Linked DNA regions of Mus musculus: all the other regions are linked to region 1. Evidence: chromatin contacts called from public HiChIP or PLAC-seq data. All regions are on one chromosome and are shown on one strand. The core of a region is the stretch at or near the end of the contact, and the rest is flanking DNA. Distances in the headings are between cores, read along the strand shown. Region 1 overlaps Ank3 (ankyrin 3, epithelial). Region 2 overlaps Ank3 (ankyrin 3, epithelial). Region 3 overlaps Ank3 (ankyrin 3, epithelial).

Region 1 (2,783 bases), core at 210-2,709:
GCTATCTCTTCACTTTAAATTATTAATAATTTAATGTTTCTAAAGCATATCATTGAAGCATTATCAAGTCAATTATCCTGAATGTAACATTTAAAGGGACATTCACTGTATGATTCATTCAACTATAACATTTGTTTTTTTTCTTTTTTTCCCTGTCTGATTTTATTTTATTTTTACATTCCTTTTCTCTTGGTTTTACTTTTTTTTTTTCTAAAAATACCTTAAAATAGTCCCAAGATAAGGTAAGAAATGTGGCGCTTCTGTAGTGTTACTCTGCCTGTCCCCAACCCATATTCCCATTTTTTTTTTTTTTGGTTTGGTTTTTGTTTTTTGACATTTGTGCTGTGCTGTGCTGTGCTGTGCTAGCCTACAATGTGCTTTTTAAAAAAATTCTTTTTTTTTTTTTTTTTTTGTTTTAGGAAATCAGTTATGCTTGGGAAAGGGGAAAAACAAAAATCTGTGAAAAAGAAATCTTACCTATATAATAGTGAATGAACAGTTAAGCAGTTCACCCTCCCTTAACAAGTTTTATAGAACGCATGACCAAAGTAAAAAGGGTTTGTTGGTTCTAAAGAAAAGTCCAGTCTGTTTGCTGGTGGCTGCTTGTTTGAGCTGTCCTAGACATCCTAATAACGTTTTAGCCCAAGGAAGCACGGTTTTCTAACGGGTCCTGCATCTAACACTTAAGTTACAACGATGGCTACAAATAATCTCCTGACCATAGTCAAAAAACAACTGAAGGCTATATGGTGATGGTGCACGCCTTTAATCCCAGCACTCTGGAGGCAGAGGCAGGTGGATCTCTTGAGTTTGAGGCTAGCCTGGTGTACAGAACAAGTTCCAGGACAGCCAGGGAACGCTACACAAAGAATCTTGTCTTGAAAAAGCAAAGCAAAACATAACAACAAATCAACTTAAAGCTTTCTAGATGCCCTTATGTAAACAATCAACGTTTTTCTGGTCCCGAGTGTTCGGTGGTGAATCAGGGCGTTGGGGTGACCCTTGGTAGGTTCCCTTAGGAATCACAACTTGAAGCCTTTCTGTGGTCAGAACCAAGTCTGAGCTCTGACCTGCAGCTGCCACTGAAGGACAATCAGGGGGGCGAAGGATTCACAAAGCTTACATTTGAAAGTGGGAAAGATCACAATTACGTAACCCCTCTTAAAAGCTTTTAAATGTTTGCCTATAGACGCCTACAACTACGGCCCATCTCTGATGTATCATGTAATGCCGGTCCTGATTTGCAGAAATGTGTGATTTAGAAAGTAAAAGAACAGTAATGAAGGAAAGCGCTCAAGCAAAGCTTTATTGAAGAGATACTAAGGGTCTAGAAAGAGGAATAATATGAAGAAAAAAAGATGAGAAAGAAAGCTTGGTCACATGACCAGCATGGCCATGCAGCCCCGTGGCCTCCTGGGGAAGCGCCTCTGTGCCTGGATGGCGCTGGACACAGTCAGTAAATATTTGCTAAGCATGTTTGGTAACGGCCTTGGAATGAATGTTAGTTGTGAGTCAGAGCCATGAACATGAGATTCAGTGAAAGCTGAGACTCTGGTCCTGAAGGAACGACCCAGCCTCTGCGTAGTAGCACTTAGAGTGATGTGTGTAATGGCTGATGATATTGCAGCCAGCAGGCACTGGGGAGGAGATCCCACTGTGCAAAGCGGGCATGTATTCCTTGTTGTAGTCTTTGCTGGCTTCCCACTTGCACATGCGCACAAGGCAAAGATGATGCCAAAATCTGACTGAGTCAACTGCTAGAGATGCCATGACTCCAGCTTGGACACTCGTTATCAGTTAAGTAGGCAATATTACAAAGCAAACTACTAATTTCCCATGGTCCTCATTCTCTATGAGGACCATGATATTACCAATGAGGACCCCAAGATAAAAGGGGTCAGTGTGTATAACACTAGTTGGAGATATATTATGGTAGGAGAGTCAAGTCTACGCTTCACCTCAGCTCTTTCCCATCCGGAAGCTCTGCTTCATGAAGGGTTAGATGGGAAACCTCGTCACAAAGAGGTGACAGAATATCCTTTTCTGAAAGCCTGCCAGTTAAGTAGAGTAGCGAGAGTGGATATTGGAGCTGTTCCTCGAAGCCACCATCCTCCTCCTTCCCAGAGGATCATGAGAAAGCCATTAACCCAAGACTCAGATTAGTGATAACCGTGCTTCACAGGACTTAGGTGGATATGTGGAGCCTTAACCAAGATGATATTTTAGAATCATCCTCCCATGTCCTCATAATCTACTGGCTTTCAGTTTAAGGGTCCACACAGGCAGAGTGTGGGCTGCACCCTGAAAAATTCAGGGACGGTCTATGGGAGAGTCTAGAAAGGATAAGAGTATCGAGAAGAAAGAAGAAAAGAGTCAAACCAAGGAAAAGAAGGATGTGAATACAGGGTATGTGAATATCTACTGGAATACAACCAACAACAGTTTCTATTCCCCTTCTTGAAACTGTCCTTGAGAGACAGCTCCAAACCAGAGCTCTTAGTATGCAAAGCCAGAGCTGATTTCCAATGACTCACTCACAGACCCTACCTCAGCAGACACAGTCCCAGCTAAGTGTAAAAAGTGCCATAGTCGGACTGGAAGAGGCACCTCTAACAAAGCCTTCCTCTTAAACACTCTTGTTGGGGCCAGAGAGATGGTTCAGTGGTGAAGAGCACTGGCAATTCTTCCATAGGACTTGGGTTCAATTCCCAGCACCCACAGGGCAGCCCATAGCTGTGTGTTCCTCCAATTCCAGGGAATCCGACAACCTCACACAGACGTAT
Region 2 (2,783 bases), core at 127-2,626, 210 kb before region 1:
TTTGAGAAACTAAAAGTTAAATGACTTAGGAGTTGAAATTTTTATTAGTCCTTGATGTTTGGATGCAAAGGCCTAGAGTTGTATAAACAACTGCCCTTTCAGATAATGCAGTTATACGTTTAAAGTAGTGTTTAAGTGGACTCTAGTCACTGAAGAGTGTTTATTTATAGATGTTGATGTGTTGATTCAACATGAAAGGGGAATGCCTGTATATGTCACGATGTTGTGTTAATTTCATTCTGAAAAGGCATTTGCCTTGAGAGAGAACTTTTGAAAACCAATAGCTCCTTGTAGTTTTGCTCAAATTGGAATTCTTCTGGTTTGTATACATTAAAAGAGAGCAAAGCAGTAGAAGCCTACTTTGAATCTTCAGCACATAGTCAGGGTTTTATTCTGGGCCCTGTCGGATTCTTGGAAGATGTTGAGCTGTTGGGGAATCTGCCGTGTGGACCACATAATAAAGAATGAGAGAGAGGAAGGACGGGTGGAGGAATGGAGAGAGGGAGGGAGAGGGGGCGTGGAGCAGGCCATGGGGGCAGTAGGAAGGAAATTAGTCCAGAATGTTCTAGGTCCTAAAGGTAGAAATATAGATACATTTGTTACCTGCATGGAGATGTCTCTACAGACCCTGCAACTTCAGTCATCCAAACAGTAGTATTTTTATCCTGGTGAAATGTAGTTTTGTAAGAAGTCTAAGAAGGACAAGGGAGAAGGTTCAGTGGGCCAAGTGCTTGCCTCACAAGAGGAAGAAGCTGAGTTTCTATCCCCAGAATGCACCTAGCACTCTCTCAAGGGGATGGAAGAGAGAAACAAGAACCCCAGTAATTCAGGCCAGTTAGTGTAGCATATGCAGTTGGGGAAGAAGAGACTGTGACTTAAGGAAGGTGAAAGGAGAGGTACCCATGGTTGTTCCCTGACCTCCACACTGTAGAACACATGTGCTCATACTCTCTCTCTCTCTCTCTCTCTCTCTCTCTCTCTCTCACACACACACACACACACACACACACACACACACAGAATAAAACCAGAAGTCCATACAGTTGAACGCCTGAAAGCATGGTTAATTTTAAGAGGATCAGGACATTAATAAGGCATGTAAAACGGGTGGTATAGAGAGAGGTGTGGGACTGGGGGATGAGTATCACTCACTGTGACCAAGGCTGAATGTTAGTTCACAGTGAAGCTGCTATCGATTGGTGACGAGGCCTGGAACAGCACCTCTCTGGGTGTTAGTTCCCATATTGATCAACAGGGATATTTGTTATTTTAGTAGAGACACCATAAGGCAGCTCATGTTGCCAGCTTCCTGGAATCCGGGGAGCTGCTTAGCAAGGTTCCCAGCCTCTTTTCCTGTCACATGGTCTTAAGTGGAACTGAGCAGCTACAGCCAAAGAGAAAGGGGGAGGAGCTCTAAGAAAACCCGAGAATGCCTCTGAGCTCTTCTGCAGCTCATAAACAGTTGTTATTACTCACTGATATTACTCACTGAATTGACTGGTGAATGGCATTGTATAAATACATCACTGACCCCCACATAGCATTTGAGTGCCTCAGGTTAGCTCTTCGGACACTCTTCCCTCGACCGTCTGGAAGTTAAATCCACCATTCTGAGAACTGCTCCCAAAGACTCCTGTGTTAACTACACTTTGCATTCATTAACACCAGTGCTAATTAGTTTCTCCGTGTCTGCATGGTCACCTACGTAAACATTCAAGAGGGCTCAAGAACCATATGCACAGGGACTGGCAAGATGGCTTGGCGGGTAAAGGCACTTGTCCCCAAGCCTGACAACAGAAGAAGAGAAAACTGACTCCCTCAAGTTGTCCTTTGATCTACACAAATGTGCTATGGCACATCCCCTACACAGAAATCAACATTTAAAAAAAAAAAAAAAAACAACTGTGTTTACAGGCAAACGATTCCCTGAACAAGTGGCCTTCATTTTGCAAATTGAGCCAGATTTCTGTTGATGTATTTATTTGGCGAAAGGTAGCTCCTCGGGCTGTGTGACCCTTCACTGTCTACAAGACATGTAATGCATATGTGTGTGTACATACATTTGCAGATGCATATTTACATGTATAGGGGTCATTACCAGTTTTCCACGTCCTGTATAATGGCCACAGTTGAGTTAATGTAGCAGTTTTGTGCTCATTGCGAACTGAAGGGAGAATGAATGTTCTGTCCTGCATCATGCCTACCTCCAGAACTCGTAGGAATCTGTGGGCTATCTTCATCAGCCTAACCCCTTCTGCCAAATTCCTAAGTTACTATGCTCTACGGCTTCTGTTTTAGTCAAGTGTCTGTTGCTGCGTGGTCCAGAGCAACTCAGGTTTCCTCTTAACAACCCTCGAGTCAATGTCCATAAGTGAGGGAAGTCAGGTGGGGAACTCAAGGCAGGAACCTGGAGGCAGGAACTAAAGCAGAAGCCATGGAGGAGTGCTGCTTACAGGCTTGCTCCCCAACACTTGTCTGGCTTGCTTCTGTACACCATCTAGGACCACCTGCCCAGGAACGGGATCACCCTCAGTGGGCTGGGTCCTCCCTGCCACATCAATCAGTAATTAACATCATACCCTACAGACTTGCCTACAGGCAAATCTTATGGAGACATTTTCTCAATTAAGGGTCCCTCTTCCGAGATAGAAGGCACAGTCTTATCATTTTACACCCATGACTTTATATATATATATATATATATATATATATATATATATATATATATATATATATATATATATCTATCAGAGGGAGAATGTGGCATAGAAATTACCCCTTCC
Region 3 (2,783 bases), core at 106-2,605, 170 kb before region 1:
GCAAAATAAGATTTCAGGTTTTCTGCTGTCCCGTCAAATAACCCTGCATATCAGCGTCAAGTCTAGGCTGCTCCTGTTGACTATGAAGTGGATAAGTTTCCCCATCTCTGAAACCTTCAGTGTTCTCACCAGCCAAAGGATAATTGTTGTAGATTTCGTAGGATTGTGGAGATAAATGGAATTATGCCAGGGAAGTCCATGGAGAAAGGCTTATAGAGATGAAAGCCATGTGAGCTGGCTGTTCAGAATTGGTGTCCCTAGCCTTTCCTCAGATCCACAGATGGAAAAACCAACACTTCTGCTGGCCTTTTTTTTTTTTTTTTTTGTAAGAATTAGATGAAATAAAGCATTTCATTTACTAGTTATGTAGTGTTTAAGTCTTGGATGTTTCCAGGTGGGTATCAGTCCTGTCCCAGTTATCATGAGAAACAGTTGCTTGGGGCAGATATCATTGCATCTGCTGCTAATGGGCTCTAAGTTTCTGTAAGCACCTCAGAGAAAGTACGATTTGATCCCTTGGGCTCTTGGCTCTGATACTTTCTTTCCCTATACCCAAAGACCTCAGCCCAGCTCTGCAAGGTGAGCATTATCTCTACAAATTAGCAGACACAGTCTGACATTATTCATTTCATACTTCTTTTAAAACATGATGTAAGATAAATACTGTGCTTTGTGTCTGTGGAAGAGAAGACTTGGCACTTGGCTTGAGTGACAGCATATGAATATAGACAGAGAGACTATGATAGACAGAACTGTGTGACTGTGGTATGTGCAGTGTGTACATGTGCAGTATGTATACACACATGCTCATGTGTATGTATGTGTGTCAGAGGAGGACTTCTGGTGCTATCACTCTCCACCCTATTCTTTTGATCAGGGTCTCTCACTGAACCTAGAGCTAGGCTGGCAGTCAGTAAGATCCAACAGTCCTCCAATCTCTGCCCCCACAGGACTGCACTTACAGGCATATGTGGTCACACCCAGTAATCTGATCTTTCTTAAAAATCAATAAGTCTACCAGACAAAAAGCCCATTATTGTTTTAAATGACAAGGAGAGCTGACTCACAGGCCACATTGTGGGAGGGGCTGGGGAGGAATTACTGTCAATGGTGTGTTCATGAGGAACTGGAGCCACTGAGAAATTCCCATTAGCATTTATTAGTAGAGATGACAAGGTCTTCTTTTCCCTCCTCAGAGGACAGTCTATGAAGACTCTCTGCTGTTAGTCTCTGTGCTGACATTTTCATCTCCTTCCACACTGCCAAAATAATCTTGGTCTCTGAGCAGACTGTATTTCCCTAGCCTCGAGAAGGGTTAAACTCCCACAGATGTTAATGGAAGCCAAGGAGATATACAGCACTTGGAAAATGTACCACTTAGTGTCTGAGCCTTTGAATCATACTAGAACTATTTTTTTCCCAGCGAATAAACATAGATCTATTTTGGGACTAACAAAGAAATCAACAAGAACCCATTCTGCTTTGCTCAGCTCCTAGAGTATATTCTGATCCTTTCTTTGGACAGTCACCAAATATCTGTAAGGGCTTCCTCTGCACCCGGTGGCTTCTCGACTCAAATGTGGCTCCCACACACTGGGTGAAAAAAAAAAAAAAACAACCAAGGATAAAACCTTCAAGGAAATAAAAGCTTTCTGCTTTAAAATTTAAGAGAGAAGAAGATAATTGTAGGAATATATACATGTATATATATATATATATGTATGTGTGTATATATATATATATATATATATATATATATATATAGAGAGAGAGAGAGAGAGAGAGAGAGAGAGAGAAAGGTATGTGTGTGTATGCAGTGAGGCTGTCTGCCATTTGTTTTGAAAGTTAAGAATGATTTTATGAGACAAAGGGGCATTTTTCTTTATATCCTCTTCCTCTCTATCTTAGTCACCGTAGAAGATGATGAAGTGCTGATAGCTTTCACAGTGCCTGGGACAGACAGACTTTTCTTAGGAGTGGGGCTTATCTTCTGAGGTTCATCTCCATGTTAGCAGTAGGTTCCTCAGACTCCACATGTGGTCAGAACGGTCACAAACCCAGTTGTGTTCCTTTTGCTTGGCTCATGTCGACACATCAGGAACGTGCCCTGATGTCTGTGGACATTATAAGACAGTAATTGTTAAGACCTTCTAACCAGGCATGGTGACACACACCTTTAATCCCAGGACTTAGTAGACAGAAGCAGGGAGATCATTGTGAGTCTGAGTCCAATCTGGTCTACTTACTGGGCTTCAAGTCATCCACAGCTACATAATGACACCCTGATGAAGAAAAGAGAGAATTGCATTTTGTTGTTATGGTTGTTGTGGTTGTGGTTGTTAGTGTTGTCTGTGATCACAGTCAGGAACTGACTGAGAGTCGATACTATGTTCATTTTGAGAAATGAGCTTTGGTCTGTGGCCATACTATGCTGAATGATCTCGGAAGCTAAGCAGGGTTGGGTCTGGGTAGAACTTAGGCACGAGAGGTAAGCCCTTGTATTGAGTAACTGTTCTATCTGTAGCTGCTCTCTAATTGAGGTCCTTGGGGAGAGTTGCAACTTTGGAACACTTGTTATGAGTGGTACATGCTGTGGCCCCCAAGTCATAATCACCTCTGCAGGTGGAGCCCAGCAATGGGTGAGTGAAACAGGCCCTGTTGCTGAAACCTGCTCAACCTTTAATGGCCGCTAGTCTAACAACCAGCCGAGGTATAGCATCAACTGATTGGTTTTATGTCCTGCGTGATAGAGAATCCTTCTAGTCTATTGTTCACCTTTTCTG

The links. HiChIP or PLAC-seq counts read pairs in DNA pulled down with a chosen protein or histone mark.
Region 2: an HNF4G HiChIP or PLAC-seq map of pancreatic cancer cells shows a contact between it and region 1. The contact joins two enhancer-like sites. A contact is called at or near these places in 1 of 15 datasets of contacts at CTCF or cohesin (the NIH/3T3 cell line), 1 of 115 datasets of contacts at active chromatin or transcription factors (pancreatic cancer cells) and 1 of 9 other capture datasets (liver).
Region 3: a contact with region 1 is called in a FOXA1 HiChIP or PLAC-seq map of pancreatic cancer cells. The contact joins two enhancer-like sites. A contact is called at or near these places in 1 of 115 datasets of contacts at active chromatin or transcription factors (pancreatic cancer cells) and 1 of 9 other capture datasets (adipose tissue).

What each region holds. Positions count from the first base shown.
Region 1 is chr10:69,929,217-69,931,999 of GRCm38.p6, forward strand. The region is part of intron 25 of Ank3 (ankyrin 3, epithelial); the gene reads left to right. Among named protein-coding and RNA genes, the nearest start is that of Gm33361, 9.1 kb to the left of the region's middle. Within about 2 kb of position 1,460, at least 29 of the 459 cell types and tissues checked have an H3K27ac peak or open chromatin away from gene starts, as enhancers often do. A contact at or near this core is called in pancreatic cancer cells, where this site is marked.
Region 2 is chr10:69,715,740-69,718,522 of GRCm38.p6, forward strand. The region is part of intron 1 of Ank3 (ankyrin 3, epithelial); the gene reads left to right. Among named protein-coding and RNA genes, the nearest start is that of Gm33416, 150 kb to the right of the region's middle. Within about 2 kb of position 1,377, at least 14 of the 459 cell types and tissues checked have an H3K27ac peak or open chromatin away from gene starts, as enhancers often do. A contact at or near this core is called in pancreatic cancer cells, where this site is marked.
Region 3 is chr10:69,756,071-69,758,853 of GRCm38.p6, forward strand. All of the region lies in intron 1 of Ank3 (ankyrin 3, epithelial), which reads left to right. Among named protein-coding and RNA genes, the nearest start is that of Gm33416, 110 kb to the right of the region's middle. Within about 2 kb of position 1,356, at least 53 of the 459 cell types and tissues checked have an H3K27ac peak or open chromatin away from gene starts, as enhancers often do. A contact at or near this core is called in pancreatic cancer cells, where this site is marked.